Linked DNA regions of Sus scrofa: all the other regions are linked to region 1. Evidence: chromatin contacts called from public HiChIP or PLAC-seq data. All regions are on one chromosome and are shown on one strand. Each heading gives the region's core, a stretch centred on a gene start, on an enhancer-like site or on the middle of the called end of the contact. The rest is flanking DNA. Distances are from core to core; before and after follow the strand shown. Region 1 overlaps EYA4 (eyes absent homolog 4). Region 2 has its middle 160 kb from the start of RPS12. Region 3 has its middle 120 kb from the start of EYA4.

Region 1 (3,601 bases), core at 309-2,808:
GACTATTTCCCAGTGATAAAGATCTAGAGCTATAATGCTGGTGCCTTCTTCAAGACCTGTTCTTGACATTGGCCTGTTCCTCATGTTTATTGTGATTTGGCCATGCATGCATGCCAAGAATGTTTCTGGGTGTCATGGCACCAGGAATATACTGAGCAGCAGAGTCAGACTCGAACAGGATGAGCTGAAACTGGACACAGTCCAACAAGATAGCATTTAAGAGGAACACGTGGAAAGCTGTTCCAGATACCAACTGCAAGTGTTGTGGCTGAGAAAAAACAAGGCTCTAAAGCATCACACGGGACAGATCACAGGGGTTTGGTTGGCTAGGTTTCAGCATTTGTTCATACTGTAAAGTGTCTGATAGCAAAGCTAGCGTCCTTTTCAACTATATTGACGGATCAGAGTGACAGTTGTGATATTCTTGCTACATTTTATACCTTTATGGACTCCGAGTTGGGACATTCCTCTTTGATGTTTGAAGGGCAGTTATGGGAAAGAAAATTTAGACTTGACCCATGTCAGTGGGTTAAATTGCTTTTGGGTCCAAAGTTGCAGAAACCATGGAGGAGAAGACTTTCTGATAAAAAGAGTGGGCTGAAAATGAAATGAACTGCTTCTTAATGATTTCCCTGATACTGCAGATTTTCACACAGACAAATCAGACAGGTATTGACAATGTTGCAAAAGTGATTGTGGTAAAAACCAACGTTTATTAAGATGCATTATGTGCCAAATTCTGTGGAATTTGCATGTGTGATCTTATTTAATTTACTCAGTCCCCCACTGGTGGGTATCATTAACTCCATTTTGAACCTTAAGTCCAAAGACTGGTAAGATGGAGTTTAAAACCCAGGTTTCAGTCTGTAGTACAAGCCCTTAACACTGGATTCATAGTCTTGCTCATGAAGTGGTATTTTTGCATTCAAGGACATTGAGTATCCCTTCAGACCCCCAAATCCCATCATTTTCATAGGAAGCCATCGTTACTTTGCATATTATGCCAATGCTTTGCTCTTTTAAACATTCATTTGCTCATTCAACATTCTAGCATTGACTGACCCTCAGTCATTCATCCAGTAGTATGTTTGATCGTTATTGGCAGTTTTTTCCTTAGAAAGAATCTATATATTTCTTGGTATAACTAATCACGTTAGATGTTTTGATCGTGGCATTATGGCTTTATTCTTCTGCTTGCTAGAGAGAATAATTTCCTGCTTCATTAACCAAGGTTTGTAACTGATCTGGCAGAAACTTGAGTCCAGTACTATTCAAATAATGAACTCATTGGGCTTTTTCCCTTCTGTTTTCGAAGTAAAGCAGGGGGAAGCTTTGAAAATCTAAAATTAGAGAAATGCTTCAAAGGTACATTTTTAAAATACTTACTCACATTTCTTGGGTGGGGAGAGCATGTTTTGTGGGGATATCTGTTAGAGTCATTGTGAGGAGAGGGCCAGAGCTGCAGGTCTCAAGTCTGGAGCTGTAAGGAAGCCCTGGAAAGGAAGGACCGCAAAAGTGTCCAGAGAACAGCGTGTCCATGGCTTTATTTGCTGTTACTCCAGGGCCTGAGGTCACTCTGGCAGACGGGTCACTTACACTGCAAGCATCCAGACTGGCTTGGGGACAGGCATGAGGTCACCGGCAGATGGTAAGAACAGCTCCCATTATTCACGGCCCACTTCCCTGATCCTTGTTATTAGAGGTCTTCTTCCTTCAGTATTTCCTTTTCTCTGCAGCAGAACCCAGCTCGGACCTTGTCTGCTGAAATGGGCTAGTGAGGGCCTGTCTACCCAATCAATGACATAGACACTGTGCAACAGAGAGCATCCGCATCTCCCAGCCTAACTGCCAGGAGAGAACACTGGCTTAGAGCTGCAGCAGGGACAAGGGCTCCTTGGCTCCTAATCTGAAATATGTTGGCTTAAAGTGGACCTGTGTGCTTTTTTTCTGGAAAATGGGAATTGATACCCAGTAGGGACATGCCCATGACTTTCATCTACTCTTTGTCGACCAAATCACTTTATTATATTTTTTCTTGCACAGTGGTTTTCTATATCCACACAGAACATCTTCTTCCCTACTCTCTCATGTACACACACACACACACACACACACACACACTCATTTGGAGACCTAACACTGCACATGCAACCGTGAAACCTTCCACACACATAGACATCAGAGAGCTAATCCCCCTCACTCTCCACCTTGCTCTCTTGCCAGCCTCCAGGCTCTCAGAAGATACTTCACCGATTCCTAGAAATGCCCCTAGATGCTCAAGCAGTATTTGCTAATCTAGAGAACACATGACTCCAAGTAACTCAAATCACTTTCATCAGCATTTGTCCTATGCCTATTTTATTATTCATCCTTAGCACTCACTAAGTACTCTGCACAGTTTTAAGTGTAGAGGGCAAAACAATGAATGAAACAAAATAATCCTGCCCTAGTTCAGCCTCCACTCAAATTATTTAAGTGGAAGCTGGTTTTGTTCTTCTTATTTTCCAGCTAAGGAGAATGAAGAGGCTTATATTACACAGAAAAGGAAGTTATGAGCAAAGCAAATACCTGAACTCTTGCCCTTAAATGCATTCTGCTGGTCAACGTGAGAATTGGCTATTTAGGTGGACTCTGAGAGCATGGGGCATAAAGCCCTGCAGACATACAGTCCATTTTATGCAGAGAAAAGCTGGCATGAGAGTGAATGCCTTTGAAAGTCTAGGATGCTTTTGCATTTCTTGGGTCATGAAGAATTGATGGAATCTTAGCCGGTACATAAACAGGCTCTGACTCATTACCAGGCTCTGTGCAGAGGGGATCATGGTTTCTGAGCTACAGTAGAGTCTAGGTGCACACATATAAAGCAGGCTCTCCCTTGGGTCTGAAGAGGATATTTAAATCTGCTAGAAATAAATCCCATCTATGCTGCAGAAGAATGCAGACAAGAACCAAGGAAATAGCTGCATGTCACCTGCAAGTTTTCTTTCTGTTCTTTTTTTAGAAGACTTCTTGTGTTCAAGGATAAGTTCGCTTTTTATGTCATCCAGATAGATGCTAGTATTCACGTGGCCTTATGACATAAGGACTGCTTCATAAAAAGAGTGGAAAATGACATCCTGGAAGGAAAAGAGTCCCCTTTAAATATGGTAATGGAGATTTGACAGAATAGAGGCTTATATCTAGTTTAGTGATTTTTGAAAATCAGTCGAAGTATTTTATTGGAGGGGTATACATTCCTCATAGTGGTTTAACAGTGTGGAAGAATTAACATCTCTTTTAAAAATGGGAACATACAATATGTGATAGAACCTGGGCTCTGGCATCAAATAGGCTTAAATTCAAATTCTGGTGCTGATACTTTCTGCCTACATGGTCTTGGGCATGCTGTGTATCTTCTTTGAGCCCCAGTTTCTTCATCTATAAAATATGTGAAGTAATGTACATATGTGTTATTGTAAAAATTAAAGGACAAGTACCAAGCGTAGGCTGTGTCGTAGAATATGTACTCAGTAAAAACAGGTATCCGTTCATCATTTTCTGCTATTGAACTCTAAGGTAAAGTTTATATCATATACATTAGATTCTTATAAACTAGACTTGA
Region 2 (3,601 bases), core at 690-3,189, 420 kb before region 1:
ACATAAATTGACCTTTTTAGATTCCACCCATAGACCCCACAGCTATGGCTCAGGATTCAAACTGTGGTTCCCCAGCACTCTCTGCACTCTCTCCCTTGACTGAGGCAAATACCTAATCTAGCCAGGTGTTAAAATAACTGCTCTAGTGTTATAAGATCTGCACATGTGATCTGAGTTGAATATCAAAGATTTTCAAAATGCATTTTTGTGTGTTATTCTAACCTGCTTCTAGTTAATTCCTCTTTCCTTTTCAACATTTTCTCTTCCTCTCTCTCTCTCTCTCTTCTTTTCAGGGCTGCGCCCACAGCGTATGGAATTTCCCACGTTAGGGATTGAATTGGAGCTACAGCTGCTGGTCTACGCCACAGCCACAGCAATGCCAGATCCAAGCCACGTCTGCAACCTACACCACAGCTCATGTCAATGCCAGATCCTTAACCCACTGAGTGAGGCCAAGGATCAAATCCACATCCTCATGGATACTAGTCAGGTTTGTTTCCACTTGGCCACAGCAGGAACTCCTCTTTTTAAATATTCTTGATCTCATGTAATGACTAGCTGCATCCTAGTCCTTATAAAAGATGACCATCCCTTGTCAATTCTATTTCTGAAAGATCTCTTGAATGTGTGTCTTTCTCTGAATTCCCACATATGCTCTTTTAGTTATATTTCTCTAGACCTAAACTCTCACATTAATATATAGTATATGCTTCTATCAGAATGTCTTTTAAAAGTACAAATGCAACCGGATCAATTTTCTCTTCAAAATCCTACCAAGATCCTAGGGATTCGGTAAGACAGGAAAAATAAATAAAATTTGAAAACATTTGAACAAAGAAGGAAAACATACATCACAAGATTGTGGTGCAAACAGAATCCAAAGCATCTGCAAATAATCTAATAGAATAAGTAAATTTAAGGTAAATATGCAAAATCAATTATTTTAATCTATTAGCAACAAACAATAAAAATTCTACAACAAAATAATCCCATTAATAGCAGCATCAAAAGTTAAGTATTTAAGAACACATTTAATAAAAGATATGTTATATCTCTACACTGAAAATTATAATACATATTAGTCAATGTTAAACAAGTGTTTATCAAATTAACACCAAATACTTGTGTCAGAAAATATTCTCCAGTCACTTTTGGAGATGTTACACATACTTAAACCAAAGTAGAAACACAAAAAGTGGTGTCAACTTACATGGAGATACAAATGTGCTTGGTCACCCTCAGCAAAATAGATTCTTATACTCTTGTAGAGATTGCAAATAATTTAAAAAATATCTTAGCGACAGTCCACTCATTAAATTTTCTTTTATTTTATCTCCATGAATAGTGAGTGCCCAAAGAAATAAAGCTGAGGACAGGCACATTTCTCAACATTTGAGTACATGTGTGGGAAAAAAAGCCAGATCTGTTATGGAATTTTGTCACTTTGGTCAAATGACAAAATTATCAAATTTAAATAGAATTTTTAAATGGTGCATGAAACAAGATTTGTTTGTTGGCATTTTCCTTGAATGGAGCCTTGTCAAGCACTTGGTTGGGCCCAACACTGCTGAAAGTTTGCCCTTGATTGTGACTGCCCTACACAAATGTAGGCGAGCAGCCAGTTTCAACACATGATTCTCGGGGTTCATTTGGGGTTTTGATGGCAGGGTGCAAAAATAATATATATTTGTTGTTGCTGTTTAAACATCTCAATTGGCATCTTTCTGGATGTAGTCTGACTATATAAATTATATCTGGATGTTAAATCACTAGTAGAAGCATTTCCTATTTTGAAGAAACTAATTAGGTCGAAATGACTAATTCCCAGTTGCAGAGTCATGAACACAAAATATGATTCATGGAAGTAGGTATGACTTCACATCCAGGACATGGTAACGCTTTATTTGTGTGCATTTAAGGAAGACAGGGGCAGAAGTTCATTTGCTGCACCTGTTAGAAAAAGTTGTGAAGGCAAGTAATAGTCTGGAATCGTCCGTACCTCATGCCCAGTGGCACTTCAAGAATGACCGCATCTGCCAGCCACACGCTGGCACCGCCGCCTCTTCAGTCTTAGCGTGACTCACATGCACTTAGTGCTGAAGCAGGATGAAACTGAGGGGAGGGACGCAAAACCTCCCCCCTTGGAATCAGGGTTTAAAAAAGGAGGCTGTCAAGATGGGGCTAAAAACACATTTTCCTTTCAGTTTTATAACCAGTGGTAGGTTTGTCCGTGTTGATTTAAGAACAGTTATGAAGTGTTTATATTATTCTTATTAGTTATGCTTCTGAATTTGAAGCAGGGCTTATCTGCATTCCACACACACATATATATATATATATATTTTTTTTAAAGCATTGGCATTTTCTAAGACATTCAGAGCCTCGGGTTTTAAACAAAGCAATGGTTCTTAGTACTCTGTAACTTTTCCTTGTAACAAAGAAAATGTAGGGCAGATTGTTTATTGAAACTGCGATGTATGTGGTGGGGCTTCCGGCTAAGATCCACCTCTTAGCAAGCACTTAGGGAAGCGTAGAGGTTATAGATTATATGCCATTCCAGGATGCAGGCTGTGGTGGACTTTGCTTTGGCTTTGTTTGATTTTATTTCACTGTCTAGCATTCATTTTCTTTAAGTCCTCCTTTCTTTTAAATTACGTTTTTAATTGGGATTTAATTGACATACAACATTGTGTTAAGTTTAGGTGTAGACAACATAATGATTTGATATATGTATATATTGCAAAATAATCACAATAAGTTTAGCTAACATCTATCAGCACACATAGTTTTTTTCTTATGATGGGAGATTTTAAGATGTACTCTTTAGTAACTTTCAAATATCCAATACAGGATTTTATTCTAAGATGGCTCACTCCCATTAGCTGTGGTCACATGGATTTCTCTGCAGGACTTTTTTTTTTTTTTTGCTTTTTTAGGACTGAACCCAGGACCTATGGAAGCTTCCAGGCTAGAGGTAGAATTGGAGCCACAGCTGCGGCCTATACCTCAGCCACAGCAACATGGGATCTGTGAACTGCGTCTGCAACTTACACCAGAGCTCATGGCAATGCCAGATCCCTGACCCACTGAACGAGACCAGTGATTGAACCACATCCTCATGGATATTATTCAGATTCATTTCTGCTGTGCCACAATGGGAACTTCTCCGGAGGACTTGAGTTTTCTCACAAACTGCCTTTCTCAGAATGAGATCCAAGAGCACAAAGTAGAAGCCGCAATATCTTTTATGACCTAGACTTGGACGTTATGCTCTGTCATTTCCACACTATGCTTCTGATCACGCAAGTCAGCCCTGATCAGCGTGGGAAAGTGCTATTCAAGGACACAAATACTGGGAGTGGGAATTGCTAGGGTCTACCTCGGAGATTGCTGCAATAATTTAAACTCTATTGCGTACTCCCATTTTACTGGTCTTTGTCAACTCAAGATATTTTCCTCTCCTTTCTTTGTGTGAAATAGCCAGCATTCTCTACATTGAAATTGCCAATATATGAATATTTAAGGACAATTACCAGGCTAAATTCCAATGATTTCACATCTTTCCTGTTTTGGAAGAGGGGTTTGGTTTTCACCTGTTATC
Region 3 (3,601 bases), core at 438-2,937, 350 kb before region 1:
TTGTGAGTTTCCAGTTTCTGCCCTATAGACTGAAGAAAATAGTGAATATTTCTTCAGGCTATGAAAAAGAATAAATGAAATAAATATGTAAAACGCTTAGCACAGTTCTTGACACATATTAGGAGGATAATCAATATTAATTCCTTTTCCATAGCGATAGGCACATTCTTTCAGATGTGCCTCAACATTTTTGTAGCAAAAATACTGCTTAAATTGGTTTATGAGATCGTCAAGCCTTCAAACCCCTACAAATACTTGATTGTATTCTGTTTTCCATTTAAAGTTTCCCAATTATGCCTAAATTATGATCACGGGGATCAAACTGATTCAAATAGAAAATTATTCAGAGCCTGAAATTTTGACAATTTTCTAGAGAAAGTGGACAAAAAAAAGGGAGAAAGTATAAGTCTTGACTATTAGTATAGTAATTATATTAGTGGCAATCTAGTGATAGTTGAATACAAAGGTATTTGCTTCCAGATTAAACCCTTCTGAGGGTATTTCTCTTGTGGCTTATCAGCAAAGCCTGGAGACCCACTTAAGTCATATCACAACGTGTTCAGTTAGGCTATTTAAAGGCTACCATTTCCTTTCCAGATTTCACTCCCTTCTGACGTGTCCCGCACTGTCCACTTAGCACCCTTGGCTACACTGCAGCAGATAATCTGTACACTACATGAGCATTTAGAAAAACCCAGAGTTAAACCAGGGATGAGAGTCATCGGAAACATTTATAGTTACTGAGCTTTTCCCTATACGCCATAATGTGGATTAGAAGGTGCAACTTTGAAGAGAAAAAGAACATTCTTTTAGTGTAATTTCTACTTTCACATGGATATGACGATGATTCCTACAATTAAATTCAGGCTTGACATCATCTATCAAATGATTTTACCAATAGATTTTGTCTAGATGTTAACCACTCTTCTTTTTTAAAATCAGAAATTCAGCCTTCAAATTATGTATGATCGAAGGTAAAGTTTTTAAAATGCAAGAACATCCTTTCATTGACAAGAATTCAATGTGAGAAAAATTTAGGTAGATGTATCGAATGCTTGGACTGTAATAAAACTCTCCTTAGTGTAATAGGTAAAGGAGCCCTGTGGGTTTCTAATTTTTTCTCTGCAGCGTTGGAATATGTGCTCTGCTCATGGAAACCAGCTGTCATGCCACTTCTCAGCACTCCGAGGAAACAGAAACTTGCTCCTTCTCTACTGTTAATGTTTGAGGGCGCGCCGAAGGCAAAGATTAGGGTGGCTATGGAGGTGCGGGTGGTTTTCTGTATTTTGGGAAGGGTCAAGGTAACATCTTTCTTTGCACTTCTTTTCTCCAAACGGGGCATCGCCTGAAACTGGCGCATTCAGCAGCAGTGTGCGACGAGGTATGTACAGGGCACCATTTCCCTCTAAGGCAAATACCTTCACTGCTGGCAAACCATCAGAATTTGCAAGCTCAGCCAGCACCTTTGACCCCACCATTGCAGCTGACAGCACAGTTGGCAGTCGGTAGCTTCCATTTATCCTAGGTCAGCTCCTGAGGCATCAACATAAAATGAAATCAAGATTTAGGCAGTAAGTTCAGAAATAAAAATGGAATGCCCAAGAGTTTGCTTAGGGGCGGCTCAGGCTGAGAACCACTTATTAAGCTAGTAAAGCTGGGAAAATCAGATTGGCGAGAGCAGCTGCTCAAGATAAAGAAATGGGAGACCAGACACATTATCTGACGACCCAGAGGAGGAAGCCACTGCTTTAATGACAGTCAAGCTGCTGATTGCTTATGATGTAGTTGGGGATGCCACACATTTCAGTGGGAAGAGACTGCCATCTTCACATCCTCAGTGCCTAGCACTGTGCCTGGTAGCGGGTGCTCAGTCAGTGAACCTTTGGGCAATTCATGAATGAAATCCATGACCGCAGGGCAGAGCATTCTTTAATCTTGCCTTGGATCTATAGATCACTTCTGTGGCTTGAGTCATTAACTTCAAAATTATAGTCGCTGGTATTTCACCAATAAAGTAATACTATTGATGATAAAATAAATATTCACAGACATACGCCCATGTGCATTTTGCTACCAACTAGTAATTGGACAAGGAGAAAAGTTGGCTAAGTAAATATAAATGCTTTTAAGGGCCATATGTGTACGTATTTATAAACAATTATTTTTTTCTAGTTCATATATCTAAAGGATGAAATTCCCAAGTCATCTTTTATACAAGGAACAGGATGAAAATGAAGAACTAACATTTTGCTTCCATTTCTACTGTATGATATATTTGAGCTCTGTGCTTTACAGAAATTCTTTTACTTTTACTCACACTGAGCATGTTAAGGGAAAAGTCAACCCCCTTTTGCAGGAAAGGATACTGAACCTGAGAGAAAATACCACTTGGCCAATTTTACACAGTGAGGAAGCCAAGATCATGGTAGAGCCAAGATGCAACTACAGTTATTTTTTTAATTTTTTTAAATTTTTTGTCTTTTTTGCCTTTCCTTGAGCCGCTCCTGAGGCATATGGAGGTTCCCAGGCTAGGGTTCTAATTGAAGCCGTAGCCGCTGGCCTACGCCAGAGCCACAGCAATGCGGGATCCGAGCCGCATCTGCAAACCACACTACAGCTCATGGCAACGCCGGATCCTTAACCTATTGAGCGAGGCCAGGGATCGAACCTGCAACCTCATGGTTCCTAGTCAGATTCGTTAACCACTGCGCCACGAGGGGAACTCCTACAGTTACTTTTGATGCTGAAGTTTGTGATTTTTTTCTCTTTATCTAAAACTTAAAATAGCAATTATAAAGCATTAGGAGTAGATACTGTGCATAAAGGGATTTTTTTAAAGAATTTTATATTAAATAAATATGGGAAGATTATTTATTTTTCTATGTACCAGAAAATATCATTTAGCAAAATATAATGGATTAAAGTTTCATCTCAGAATTCCCATTGTGGCTCAGTGGGTTAAAAACCCGCCAAGTACCCATGAGGGTGGGTGGGGGTTTGATCCTTGGTCTCACTCAGTGGGTTAATGATCTGGCATTGTCATGAGCTATGGCATAGGTTGCAGATGAGGCTCAGATCTGGTATTGCATTGGCTGTGGGGTAGGCTGGCAACTATAGCTCCAATCAGCCACTAGCCTGGGAGCTTCTATATGCCGCAGCAGGTACAGCTCTGAAAAAAAAAATATATATATATATAAATATAAAAAATTTTAAAAGATCCATCTCAAGGGATATAAAATATACAAAAATTATAATAATTTGGAATAAACTTGGTAAGAAAAATGAGGAAACTAGTCTCCAAAATCTACAAAGCTTTACTGAAACAGAAAATATAAGATGATAAAGGAAGAGAGAGATTTTGCTTGAGGATGGGAATTTTCAACATTGTAGAGTTGTTGCTTCCCCCATATATTGATATATATTATCTAGTGAAATTCTAATCCAATGTCCATGACTTCTTACTTAGAAATTTGACCATTAATTCTACAATTCATCTGGAAAAATAAATGGCAGAAAGAAGGCAAGGTATTTTTTAAAAGAAGAACAATGGGGCCCACTTACATTATCATATATTAAAATAAATTATAAATCATATTACTTA

The links. HiChIP or PLAC-seq counts read pairs in DNA pulled down with a chosen protein or histone mark.
Region 2: an H3K27ac HiChIP or PLAC-seq map of skeletal muscle shows a contact between it and region 1. The contact joins two enhancer-like sites. A contact is called at or near these places in 2 of 47 Hi-C or Micro-C datasets (both in skeletal muscle) and 1 of 2 datasets of contacts at active chromatin or transcription factors (skeletal muscle).
Region 3: a contact with region 1 is called in an H3K27ac HiChIP or PLAC-seq map of skeletal muscle, with 3 times the contacts expected there. The contact joins two enhancer-like sites. A contact is called at or near these places in 1 of 47 Hi-C or Micro-C datasets (skeletal muscle) and 1 of 2 datasets of contacts at active chromatin or transcription factors (skeletal muscle).

What each region holds. Positions count from the first base shown.
Region 1 is chr1:30,343,993-30,347,593 of Sscrofa11.1, reverse strand. All of the region lies in intron 3 of EYA4 (eyes absent homolog 4), which reads left to right. Among named protein-coding and RNA genes, the nearest start is that of EYA4, 230 kb to the left of the region's middle. Within about 2 kb of position 1,558, at least 2 of the 83 cell types and tissues checked have an H3K27ac peak or open chromatin away from gene starts, as enhancers often do. A contact at or near this core is called in skeletal muscle, where this site is marked.
Region 2 is chr1:30,761,294-30,764,894 of Sscrofa11.1, reverse strand. No RefSeq gene overlaps it. Among named protein-coding and RNA genes, the nearest start is that of RPS12, 160 kb to the left of the region's middle. Within about 2 kb of position 1,939, at least 3 of the 83 cell types and tissues checked have an H3K27ac peak or open chromatin away from gene starts, as enhancers often do. A contact at or near this core is called in skeletal muscle, where this site is marked.
Region 3 is chr1:30,698,562-30,702,162 of Sscrofa11.1, reverse strand. No RefSeq gene overlaps it. Among named protein-coding and RNA genes, the nearest start is that of EYA4, 120 kb to the right of the region's middle. Within about 2 kb of position 1,687, at least 3 of the 83 cell types and tissues checked have an H3K27ac peak or open chromatin away from gene starts, as enhancers often do. A contact at or near this core is called in skeletal muscle, where this site is marked.